Regions from separate parts of the Danio rerio genome. Here region 2 is linked to region 1. A link is a contact called in public Micro-C data. All regions are on one chromosome and are shown on one strand. Each heading gives the region's core, a stretch centred on a gene start, on an enhancer-like site or on the middle of the called end of the contact. The rest is flanking DNA. Distances are from core to core; before and after follow the strand shown. Region 1 holds the start of ltbp1 (latent transforming growth factor beta binding protein 1). Region 2 overlaps ltbp1 (latent transforming growth factor beta binding protein 1).

Evidence for each region. Hi-C and Micro-C count contacts between places; a contact is called where the count stands out from the background.
Region 2: a Micro-C map of caudal fin shows a contact between it and region 1, with 3 times the contacts expected there. The contact joins the enhancer-like site here to the promoter of ltbp1 in region 1. A contact is called at or near these places in 3 of 18 Hi-C or Micro-C datasets (caudal fin, hematopoietic stem cells and an unstated tissue).

Annotation. Positions count from the first base shown.
Region 1 is chr17:24,276,648-24,282,376 of GRCz12tu, forward strand. It overlaps ltbp1 (latent transforming growth factor beta binding protein 1), which reads left to right and starts at 3,634. Exons shown (of 29, transcript XM_073928505.1): 1 at 3,634-4,311; 2 at 5,302-5,372. The coding sequence starts at 3,989.
Region 2 is chr17:24,428,509-24,434,237 of GRCz12tu, forward strand. It overlaps ltbp1 (latent transforming growth factor beta binding protein 1), which reads left to right. Exons shown (of 29, transcript XM_073928505.1): 23 at 325-417; 24 at 1,799-1,927; 25 at 4,422-4,559; 26 at 5,554-5,721. Among named protein-coding and RNA genes, the nearest start is that of rasgrp3, 39 kb to the right of the region's middle. Within about 2 kb of position 2,968, at least 14 of the 62 cell types and tissues checked have an H3K27ac peak or open chromatin away from gene starts, as enhancers often do.

The sequences.
Region 1 (5,729 bases), core at 2,384-4,883:
ATAGGAATAAAAGAGACAAGCAAAAATTATTAAAACGAATAAAAACAGATTAAAATGTGTTACAATAGGTTATAAAAGAATGAAAAGGAAAAGAAAGACACAATAGTGTGAGCTGTTGGACGAAGCACAGTGCTCATTCAGTAAAGGCACGGCTAAATAAATGTGTTTTCATTCTTGATTTTAATGTGTCTAATGTTGGAGCACATCTGATCATTTCTGGAAGCTGATTCCAGCAGCGGGGACGCAGTAGCTGATGGCTGATTCACCCTGCTTTGAATGAACTCTTGGAATTTCTAATTTATTTTATCCTAAAGATCTGAGTGATCTGTTAAGTTTGTATTCAGTGAGCAGATCTGTAATGTATTGAGGTGCTTGGCCATTTAGTTATTTATAGACAAGTAATAATACTTTAAAATATATTATGTATGTAACTGGGAGCCAATATAAAGACCTGAGGACAGGTGTGATGTGCTCTGATTTTCTGGTTCTGGTCAGAGTCTGGGGCTGCAGCGTACTTGATGAGCTGCAACTTTCTGACTTTCTTTTTGGGAAGGCCGGTGTAGAGTCCATTACAGTAATCAACAATTCTCGTAATTAAAATTAGGTTAAAATTTGTTTTTTTTTATCTTACAAGTGAAACTTATGACAGCAGTTAGTTGTTTTTTATATTCTTAAAATCAATTTCAGTGTTTCAAGTTTATAGACATGCACCTAGTAAGTAGTTATTTAGATTTTATGACAACTTTCTGTTTGAATGGAAACTGTTTGAAGCGGAGGTTGATTTTATTTTCATATCAAATAACTTTTATTTCCACATGATCACCAGTATGTGTGCTATGATGAGTGAAATACTTAGGTACTGTCTCCAGACAGTGCAAAATACAACAACATACTCCAAAAAACAAACAATATACTATTAGCACTGTTGACAGTAATACGCAAAACACAATAAATATGTAAAAGACAATATATACGTTAAGAAAAACAGACATTGCGCACAGATAGACAAGTACAGTCAAAAAGGTCTACACACTTGACTGTTGGTGGAAAATAATTGTAGGCTATATTGTTTGTTCCAACTGACATGGCAACAAGGTGCTGTATTAGTTAGAATTATTCTTGCTCTCCTTATATTCTGAATACACTCTCCTAATTTTGTTACGAGTTATGAATTCAAAGACCAAAACAAAAAGAAAGTGGTCTGAAGTACTTAGTTGAAGCATGCCATTAACATTGTACTCTCTCTCTCAGTCCTGCTCTTCTCTTTTAGTTATGATGGTCATTATTTTTAAACTATAAATAGCGGTGACCCAAGAATAGCTTTATGACAGCACTGTCTCTCTGTTCCTTAACTGAATCCCCGTTTCAGCTCCAGCCATTAGACCTGGCAGCTGAGGCAGGAACTGTCTTTTTATTTAATTAGAGATCATGAATTGATTAAAACATAACTCTAGTTTGGTAGTATTCCTCACAGAAGAGAGTGTTTGTGCATGTAAATCACAAGAACATTCTGTTTAACACCCGTTAACAATGTTCACCAAAACACTGGGTTCTCCTGAAGGATGATCTCATGCAATCAATAAATCAGTCTGAGGTCCTCTTCCAAATACTCTGAAGCTGATGAGGAATGGTATTCCTTGTCTGTCTCACCCACTCATGTCCTAGAATGGGCCGAGCTTAGTCTGGGCCTAAAATGGTCTTGATCTAAGGAAGTTTCTGAGTCACCTTTCAGTAATGCTGTAAAGACATCCTGCTTATCCAGATAACAAGCATCTGTAGGAGGACAGCGACTTTCGGCTAAGTTTAGGCAATTGTGAGCATGTGAAAGAATGGAGGCATGTTCATCTATTTGTGTGTGGAGGCTGCGTGTGGATGTTCCATGTATTAATAGGATCCGGTTTTCGACGTGTAGGGAGGCCATAGGGTCCCCGTTCATGGGCAGAAGACTGTCAAAGTCAGATTTAGAGCTGGTAAGCAGTCAGGCATGCTGTAGGGAGAAAGTCATTTGGATTACATAACTGCGCTGAACAACAAGGATCACTTTAATGAGTAAATCAGCAGAATAAATCAAGGGTTCTGTTTTAATAGTGTTGAAACAGCTGGGGAGTGCTGAAAAAAAAAAAGAGAGCCTCTTAAAGATGGACTTAGCTGGTTTAGGATGTCACAACACACTCAACGCTATTAATAATATAAGTTTCATAAAGAGTTTCGCAGTGATCCATTTTGGGTTTCCTAAAGAACTCTTCAGTGAACATTTCTTAAAATACCTTTTTTTTATAAGAATAAAGAACATTTTTAAAAATTTAAATATTTTAGGGGGAAATTAAATTGTTCAATGGTAGTAAACGGTGGGATAGTATAAGTTCTTTGTGGAACCATACACTTAATGCCAATGAAGAATCTTTAATTTTAAACAGGTACTTCAACCAAAAATGAAAGGCAAGAAGAAATTTCCCTGTAAGTATTAAGCTGGAGGATTTTCAAGCTGGTAAATCCTTTTTTGCTAGGAAATACACATATAATTGTGCTCTGGTATAAATAGGCCTTGTCATAAAACAATCCATCTAAAAAAGGCCAAGATTGTTTTCTGATCTTTTAACTTGGCCAAGCTGGTGGCTGTCAGTTGAATTTATTTATTTTTTGACAGTTTAAAAGTCGAAAAACCTCTCTAAATCCAACCACCATGGCAGGTCAGGCCAACAGAATAGTTACATTACATGCAAAGCCCATTCAAATTCTTTTTAGCCTTTAGTACATTGAATAAAAAATTACATATTTTTTCCACCTATATTTTTAACCATCAATTTGTCCTTAATGTTCTGGGATGCTGTCAAACAAAATAAAAAGTGTAATACTTTACCGTACATTAGATTTCAATCACTTTAATAACTCCTGAGCCCAAAGTGTAGTCTTTTCTCTTTCACATCTTGACATTTTGGTTTGAGTGGGATATATGTGGTTAAAGCATACTGTGATCACGCTTTTACTAATTATGTGCATAATTGTGGTTTTCTGTTTACATGAGCTCCATCTTAATCACAGTGCTGCCGTTATCACAGTATAGGTTGCATTCATGCACACTGTAAAATTGTAATAGGATTTTTGTTTAGTTTTGTACTAATATTGTTAAAGTTAATTCGTTCATTCATTCATTCATTCATTCATTCATTCATTCATTCATTCATTTTCTGGCCAGCTTGGTCCCTTTATTAATCCGGGGTCGCCACAGCAGAATGAACTGCCAACTTATACAGCAAGTTTTTACGTAGCACATCCCCTTCCAGCCGCAACCCATCTCTGGGAAATGTTCAAGTTCATGTCCAATTCTGAACTATATATAACACTTTTTCCTCCAAAAAGAGGTGTGCAGCTGATGCTTGCACTCTATGTGACAAGCTTGACTTATGATGGCTGCATTTACAGTATCAGACTTTTTTTTTTTTTTTTTTTTTTTTTTACAAACGACCCCCACCTTCAAATTCATAAGTATGCACAATTTATATACACAAACTTTTTTTTTGACTCTGGTATAAAGGTTCAGCCCCACATGTGTGTTCCAATAAGAGCTCCATCCCTGACGTCATGTCTGCAGGAGATTGGCTATATGGAGTTCGAGCACAAACTCCTGCCCTTGCACACTCACACGCGCTCAAAGTTTTCCAAGACTTTTCAAACTTCTGCTCGAGCTCAAACCGCGCGCACGCGAGCTCTCTCGCCGCCTTGACTCCCGTTTTCCCCGATTTCCGTTTCGTGCTTTGAAATTTTCTTTAACTCCAAGCATTTTCCCCCTCTTCTAAGTTATGTTTGCCTCTAAGTGTTTTCTTATGGCGAATAGATGACAGCGCGCGAGGGTTTACAACTGCTTCACACGCGACACAGTGGAGCTGCGCTTCTATAGTTTTATTTTGGTATCTTTCTATCTATAGTGTATATTTATAGTACAGAGGCTTTCTTTCAAACTTCCCCAACACTTTGACTGCTAAAGGATATGGCTATGCTCGTGTGGGACATCATTGTTTCTGTTACGTTATTAATTTCTCCGGCTTTTCTTTCGGCGGATCAGAGCGGCTTCAGGAAACTGTACGTTGTGCAACCGGGACCGAGCGGTACAGACGGGGTTCACGTGAGCTCCATTTCATCGCTCTCGGGAGCGTCGGGACAGCCACACTCATACAATGTGGAGCTGAAAGCCAGCTTCGGTGGCCAGGTCCGGACCCGCAGAATGGGTCACCAGCAGAACCCGAGCATTCCGATCCGCCAGGACGCGCAGTCTGGCCGACACACATCCAGCCATCACATGAAAGTGTCAGGGTAAGAACAGAGCCGAGTATAAAGTATTTAACACTTCATTTAGGATGTTTTAGCTTCATTATATATTTTAACAAACGATCTTGATTATTTGACAAAATAATTGACCATAATAGGCACGAATAACAGTTCAAAACATGCAAATACAGAATGAATGAGCAGGGATTTCTATTATCAGTGCTTTATGCAAAGTTGTTTTGCAGTCACTTAACAAATACACAAACTTTCAAACTATGAATAATTGTTTTTTTTTTTTTTTTTTTTTTAGACTTGTACTCGTTGAAAACTGGGCTGATGGTAGTTTAGGGTTGAATGAAATAAATGCAAAAATTAACCTCTGCAACACAACATCATAAGAAAGTTCATAGTGAGTTTAGTTATCTTTACTGAAGATACCACAGTAATATTCTTAAAAGTCATGCATGCTTTGAAACTTTTAGAAAGAGTCAACTAATGATTTTACTGTTCCATTAGAGATTTGGAGCCTTATTGCCAATGATGTGTTAGCAGCCACATGACATTAAGTAGCAATAAATTTGATAAGTCATCCAGTCTACAGCGAGTCGTAACCTTTTAAAAAGCACAGTAACATCTGTTGTTTCAGTAAGCCACGCGAGCCAGTTTAAATGTAGGCTACCGGCTCCCCTAGTAATGAACTCGATGCCCCTTAAAAAGTTTCGGGAGGCCATTTACAAAGTTTTTTTTTTACATTCCCTACAATCACACTGAGTAACAAGTGTATCCCAGCCTGTATTTCTTCATATTTTCTGTCACTTTACTATGAAGTACAGTATGAAGTAGTACAGTGGGAATAAGAGGACTGATTATATTGGAGCCTCCACCAGCTTTGGCCCCGGGCCCTCATGCCACTAGTGACAGCAGACTTACGTCAGAAACCGCTCTGGGTGGCCGAGGAGATTGACCGGGGGGTTACAGTAAGGTTAGTAGGTCCATTCAGTTTGTGTGTGATTGTGACTTTTGATGTCATTGCAGAGTGAACGTCTGTGGGGGGCAGTGCTGTGTTGGTTGGAGCAAGACCCCAGGATCTCAGCGCTGCACTAAACGTGAGTTATGATGATTTTGTGTCATGCATGTGCTTGCATTTTCTCAGGCCTTATTTCTGCACTAAAACTATTCTAAAATCTTTCTTGGACAAGAGAAAGCCCTTCATCACCCTCAAAAATAAGTTCAAAAACACTTCAGTTTAATATTGTTTCCAAAGGACTGTGGGTCTCACATGAAATCAATTATTCTAAGAATGTCAACAAAATTAGTTGAATTTAATAGTGTTGAAGAGTGGATTAAGTTTGGTTAGTCTTCTAACACAAACATTGCTGCTTCCATTCATCCTATTTAGGAAGAATCATGAAGTTTCCAACTCTGATTCTCATCATTTACTGATCACTGACTGAGGGTTTGGA
Region 2 (5,729 bases), core at 1,718-4,217, 150 kb after region 1:
ACAAACCATCATCATACAAAATCTTGCCTTGTTACCCTGACTTACCTAGTTCACCTAATTAACCTAGTTAAGCCTTTAAATGTCACTTTTAAGAAATGTCTTAAAAAATATCTAGTCAAATATTATTTACTGTCATCATGGCAAAGATCAAATAAATCAGTTATTAGAAATGAGCTATTCAAACTATTATGTTTAGAAATGTGTTGAATAAGCTTTCTCACATTTAATAAAAGTCTATCTTGCCCTTACAAATAGTAGTCAACATAATAAAAAAATTATTAAAAAAACATTTTCTGCATTAACTACTGACACTTTTCTTTACAGATCAGTTCTCACAGATGTGTCCAGCAGGCCGGGGTTACCTGATTTCTGGAGATCCTATGAGTACTACCTCCAGCTTAGCAGAAAACACCAAAGGTATTATTAGTGTTTATGTCATTTAAAAGGATTTAAATGTCAAAGGTACACAAATATGGTTAAGAGTATAGGTTCAGTAAATGATGCTATCTGTTTTGGAGAACTCTCTCTTAAGGCTTTAACTTTGATTGTTGATGTGCTTTATACTTTTACCCTATTTACTCCATATTTTGTCTGGGCAAAAATGCCCTGTTGATACCAAAAGTGACAGTAGAACTATTCAGCTGATAGAAATGTGCCAATAATTCAAATTTCTTTGAAAAAGCAGGTCTGAATACACAACCCGTTGGATGGTAGAACGAGAATGAGCTTTAGCAGACGAAGAAAACCATCAATGTCTCTCCTGTCAGCTGAATTAGACATCTGAATATTGGATTGCATTTTCTGATGAGTCTCACATTTTTTGCTGGAACATTTGGATGGTAGCATCTGTATAATAATGTGCGGATATTTTAATGGCACACCTTGGGCCTTGTTTGAATTGTGTGATGGCTACTTCTAAGACAGGATAACATGCTATTTCAATCTTTTACAACTGCATGGTAATGCCATGTAAATATTGACAGAAATCTCAGAAGAATATTTTCACCACTTTAAAGGAATAGTTTACCCTATTTACTTGTCCTCAAGTTGTTCCAAACATTTGTGAGTTTCTTTCTTCTGGCGAACACAAAAGAATATTTTAAAGAAAGCTGGAAACCTGTTACCATTGCCTTCCATAGTAAAAAAATAAATAAATAAATGGAAAATAATACTATGAAAACTCTATTTTTCATCCAAATATTTTCAGTTTTTGAGCAAACTATTCTTTTAAGATTTCTAATGACAAAAGCGGGTCAATCCAGGTACCGTACAAGAAAGGTATACCTAACAAAGTGGCCGATGAATGTATTTTTGACTTTGTAATGTGTGTAGGCAGCAGCAGACATCACTTAGCATCTGACCTACATATGCTGAAACACACACACTCAGCAGGCTGGTTCCCAGTGTGGGGAAACCTCAGTCTCAGGGCTCGTCTAATGCACTGATTTAATTTATGAATGCAGCGAGAGTGTGGTTTCTCTTTGGCTAGTGGCAGTGCGAGTGAATGCAATGTGGTTTGTGTGTGTGTGTCAGTCTACCTTTGAATGGAATGCTTATATATGGAAAGGACATTTCCTCCCAATCATTCTTCAGTCAAATTAAATTTCTACATGTAGCAGATCCCAAAATAAGAACACTAACAAGAGCATGGAGAGACTGTATGTGTGGTGATCTGTAACTGTGATCCAGGGTTTCTAGTTCTTAACTAGTGTATGTGCGTGCGTGCGTGCGTGCGTGCGTGTGTGTTTATTTGTTTACAATTAAATAATGAAAAAGTGTTGATGTGTGTGTTAAGCAGATGCAGATGAATGCCAGCTCTTTGGAAGTGAGATCTGTAAAGATGGCTTTTGTCTCAACACCGCTGGCTGGTACGAGTGTTACTGCAAATCTGGACTCTACTACGATGAGAGCAAACTACAGTGTCTCGGTAAGAAACAAAAATCGCAGTCTAAACTAAAATGTTCATTAAGATTTTATGACTTTTAATTCCTGCTGAGTGCTTCCCAGTGTTGGGTTGCAGCTGAAAGGGCATCTACTGTGTAAAACGTATGCTGGATAAGTTAGCGGTTCATTCCACTGAGGCGACCCCTGATGAATAAAGGTACTAAGCCGAAAGAAAATGAATTCCTGTTTAGAAGAACATACTGTAAGTTGTGGTTTTTGCAATAGAAAATCCTTGATCTAATAATTCATATAAAAAAAACATTAACAAAAGTCACATTTGATGGTATTTTAAATCATATAAAATGAGTTTTTGCATATTTAAATGATGAAAAATCTGATTAGAGTTAAATTAGCTGAAATGATCTGTTATGCCTGTCTAAACAAGGTGCCCAAACAATGTTAAACTGCCATAAATGTAATTACTGAATATTACATATAATATCACAGTGTTGCTCATTGTGATGCACAAACTAAATCACTGCTCTGTTCTCAAGGATGCACAAATTAAATCAGTCTGATGCAAGCTGATGCAAAAATACAAAACTATGTTTTAAGTGTTTAATTTTATTCCACATATTCTTAGAAAGGCTAGCACGTAATCACAGAAGGGTTTGTTATTTATAACATCCTGCTTTAGCCGCTTATTGCTTGTAATGTTTAGCCTTGAACTGTCATTGTGTTCTTTTGTTGGTTTAGAATGACAGGCTTAGTTTGTAAGTGTGTGTGTGCGTGTTTGTAAGTGTTGGCCTAGTTTGGCTCACTGTAACGCCAACACATTTAAATTGGATTTAAATGTAAGTTTTAAAGCCGCTGCAGCTGACGGCGTGTGGCTTGCGGCCACATTATGCATGCAGCCCTATGGCAGGTTCTGTGTATGTTTGAGCTGAGGTCAAAGGGCTACATCTTCCGACCGGTCAGGGCGGCACAGGCGATATGATCCAGGCCACAGCTCCATGGTGCACCGCAGGCTGTCTGCCTGCCTAAACACACATACACACACTCACTCACAGAGACCACAGACCCACGGCTATGGAGACTTGCCCAGCCACACTGCCTTAAAGCTGACACACCCCTGACTGCCTCACACACACACATTCAGTGCAGCCACAGTCATTTGACTTCCTACACCCACTTACATATATTTGAACACATTTGAACTGTAAACCATGCACAAAGAGAGGGAGAGAAAGGGAAAGAAAGAGGTTTGATTTGAAAGCAATACATAGGCTTCCATTGTTTTTAAATCAGGTTAATGATATTGCCTATGGCCTACCACAACCCCAACAAATGCCAATCATTAGAAACCAATAGAAAAAAAAATATTTTGGCTGAATCACAAGCCTTTTTAAATAGTAAAAAACCTGTGAAATGTCCTTACTAGTGGGTCATTTTAATTCCACTTTCAAAATCACTTTAATTTTACTTTCGCTTTACAAGTGAGAACCTTTGAGCCTTCACAAGTATAACACAAACATGCACTGAAAAAAGTTTTGCATGCACAACTGTTGCAAACTATTTATTTGTGTTAAATATAAACAAACAAATTAAGTTTAATAATGTTCAACTTAATTTTTTTTTCTCAAATTCAACACAAATAAATTGTTTACAACCACTTAACGCAAACATTTTTTAGTAAATCCAAGGAATCATCTTTGAATATTTTTTTTCAGTGTGCTAAATTTTCTGAAGTTTAAAACAAAATATTTATTAACTTTCTTAGTCTCTTTATTAATCCAGGGTCACCACAGTGGAATGAACTGCCAACTTAAACAGCACATGTTTTACAAAGCGGATGCCCTTCCAGTTATAACGCACTACTGACACACATACACTAATTTAGTTTATTCAATTAACGTCATTAACACTCATGCACTCACATTAACACATACACTACGAACAATTTTAGCTTACCCAATTCACCTATACCGCATGTCTTTGGCGTCTGGGGGAAACCAGAGCACCTAGAGGAAACCCACGCAAACAAGGGCAGAACATGCAAACTCCATACATAAATGCCAACTTAACCAGCCGAGGCTCAATCAAGCAACCTTCTTGCTGTGAGGCGATTGTGCAACCCACTTTAATTACTTGCTGAAACATCATGTAACTAAAATACTGCTCCCTATAAAACATAATAAAGTTATAATACCTGGAGTAAATATTGAAATATTTGTACATTATGCATAATTACAAGCTACCTAACCTTAAACCAAGCCTTTCCCTTTCGACAGTAAAACTGTACTTATAACATGTTTGCAATCATTTTAGTTTGTACTTAATTCTATAGTTACTCTGCAGAAAGGACTTTAGTATTTATTTAATGAATGCATTGTCTTTATGGCAAATTGCTTTATGTTGGTGAATGTTTTTGCATCTACTGTATTCTATGTATACTCAGACCAGCCTGACTTAGCTTTCCATCAATGATCTAGCTTATTGATTTTTCTTCTGTTTCTCTTTGTCTCTGATCTCTACAGACACTGATGAATGCCAAGATGAGGCAAAATGTAGAGATGGTGAATGCATGAACACATATGGCTCATATCAGTGTTTCTGCACCCCTCCTATGGTTCTGGCAATGGACAACACACACTGCATATTACCCGACGTAGCAGGTAAAGTCTTACGTCAAATATTATGCAGATGATAATCCTGCATGTAAATTCTACTCCTTAAAGACTGTTTCTAAATCACAATCCTGGAGACCTCCAACACCTCACATTTTGGATGTTCCCCATATCTATCATCTTATCGGGCTAATTAGCTTATTAGGAAAGTCTCCATGACCTGAATTGAGTGTGTCAGATTAGTGAGACACCTAAAATCTGTATTTGTTGGGGTTCCTTGAGGAGCTCTTAATCCTTTAAAATCTAAACTCTCTCAAACCTATAGTGTGTCCTCTAAAACTCTCAATTGTACAAAGTGAAATTCCTAACAATGTCATACTGCCATCTAGAGGATGCTTAGAACAAGCTATTTCTTTCAGACTGTACTATTTTTCTACAGCCACATACTCTTTATCAAAAGTCTTTAAATGTTAAATATTTGCTTTTATTTTCTATTGCATAGCTTATTTTCATCAGAATTTAGATTCTTGTTGTTGTTGTTATTATTATTATTATTATTATTACTTTTGTTATTATTGCTATTTTTTAAGGTCACGACTGGTTGTGTAAGCATTTTACTGCATATCATATCGTGTTTGACTGTGTATGTGACAAATAGAATTTGAATTTATAACTGAATATAATATGAGGAATACATTAGAAGCTTTGGTTCATTAATACTACAGTTACAGTACTATCATTAGTTGACAGCAAGGTCAAAATTATGTGAAACTAATTTTAAAATATGTGGAAGAAATTTCCATTTTTGTTGTTTTGCCCATATTTTGAATTATATGAAGCATTGTGTTGTTGTTGTTGCTGTTGTTGTTGTTGTTGTTGTTGTTGTTGTTGTTGTTGTTGTTGTTTGTCTTTTTGGGATGGAGGAAATCCATGTTTTTACAGATTTTTTTTCCAACCATCTTACATAACAAGCATTTTTTCAGTATGAAGTAGCTGACGTTTGCTTAACAGAGATCATATCAAGCATGTTTGTGTTTTACAGGGCAAAGTGAAGCTGACTTATACTCAGGGGTTTGCTGGGAGAGAGTAACTGAAAACTTCTCCTGCGCAAATCCTATCACCAACATACACACCTCATTCACAGAGTGCTGCTGTTTGTATGGAGAGGCCTGGGGCAACGATTGTGCTCTCTGCCCTGGGAAAAATACAGGTATAAAT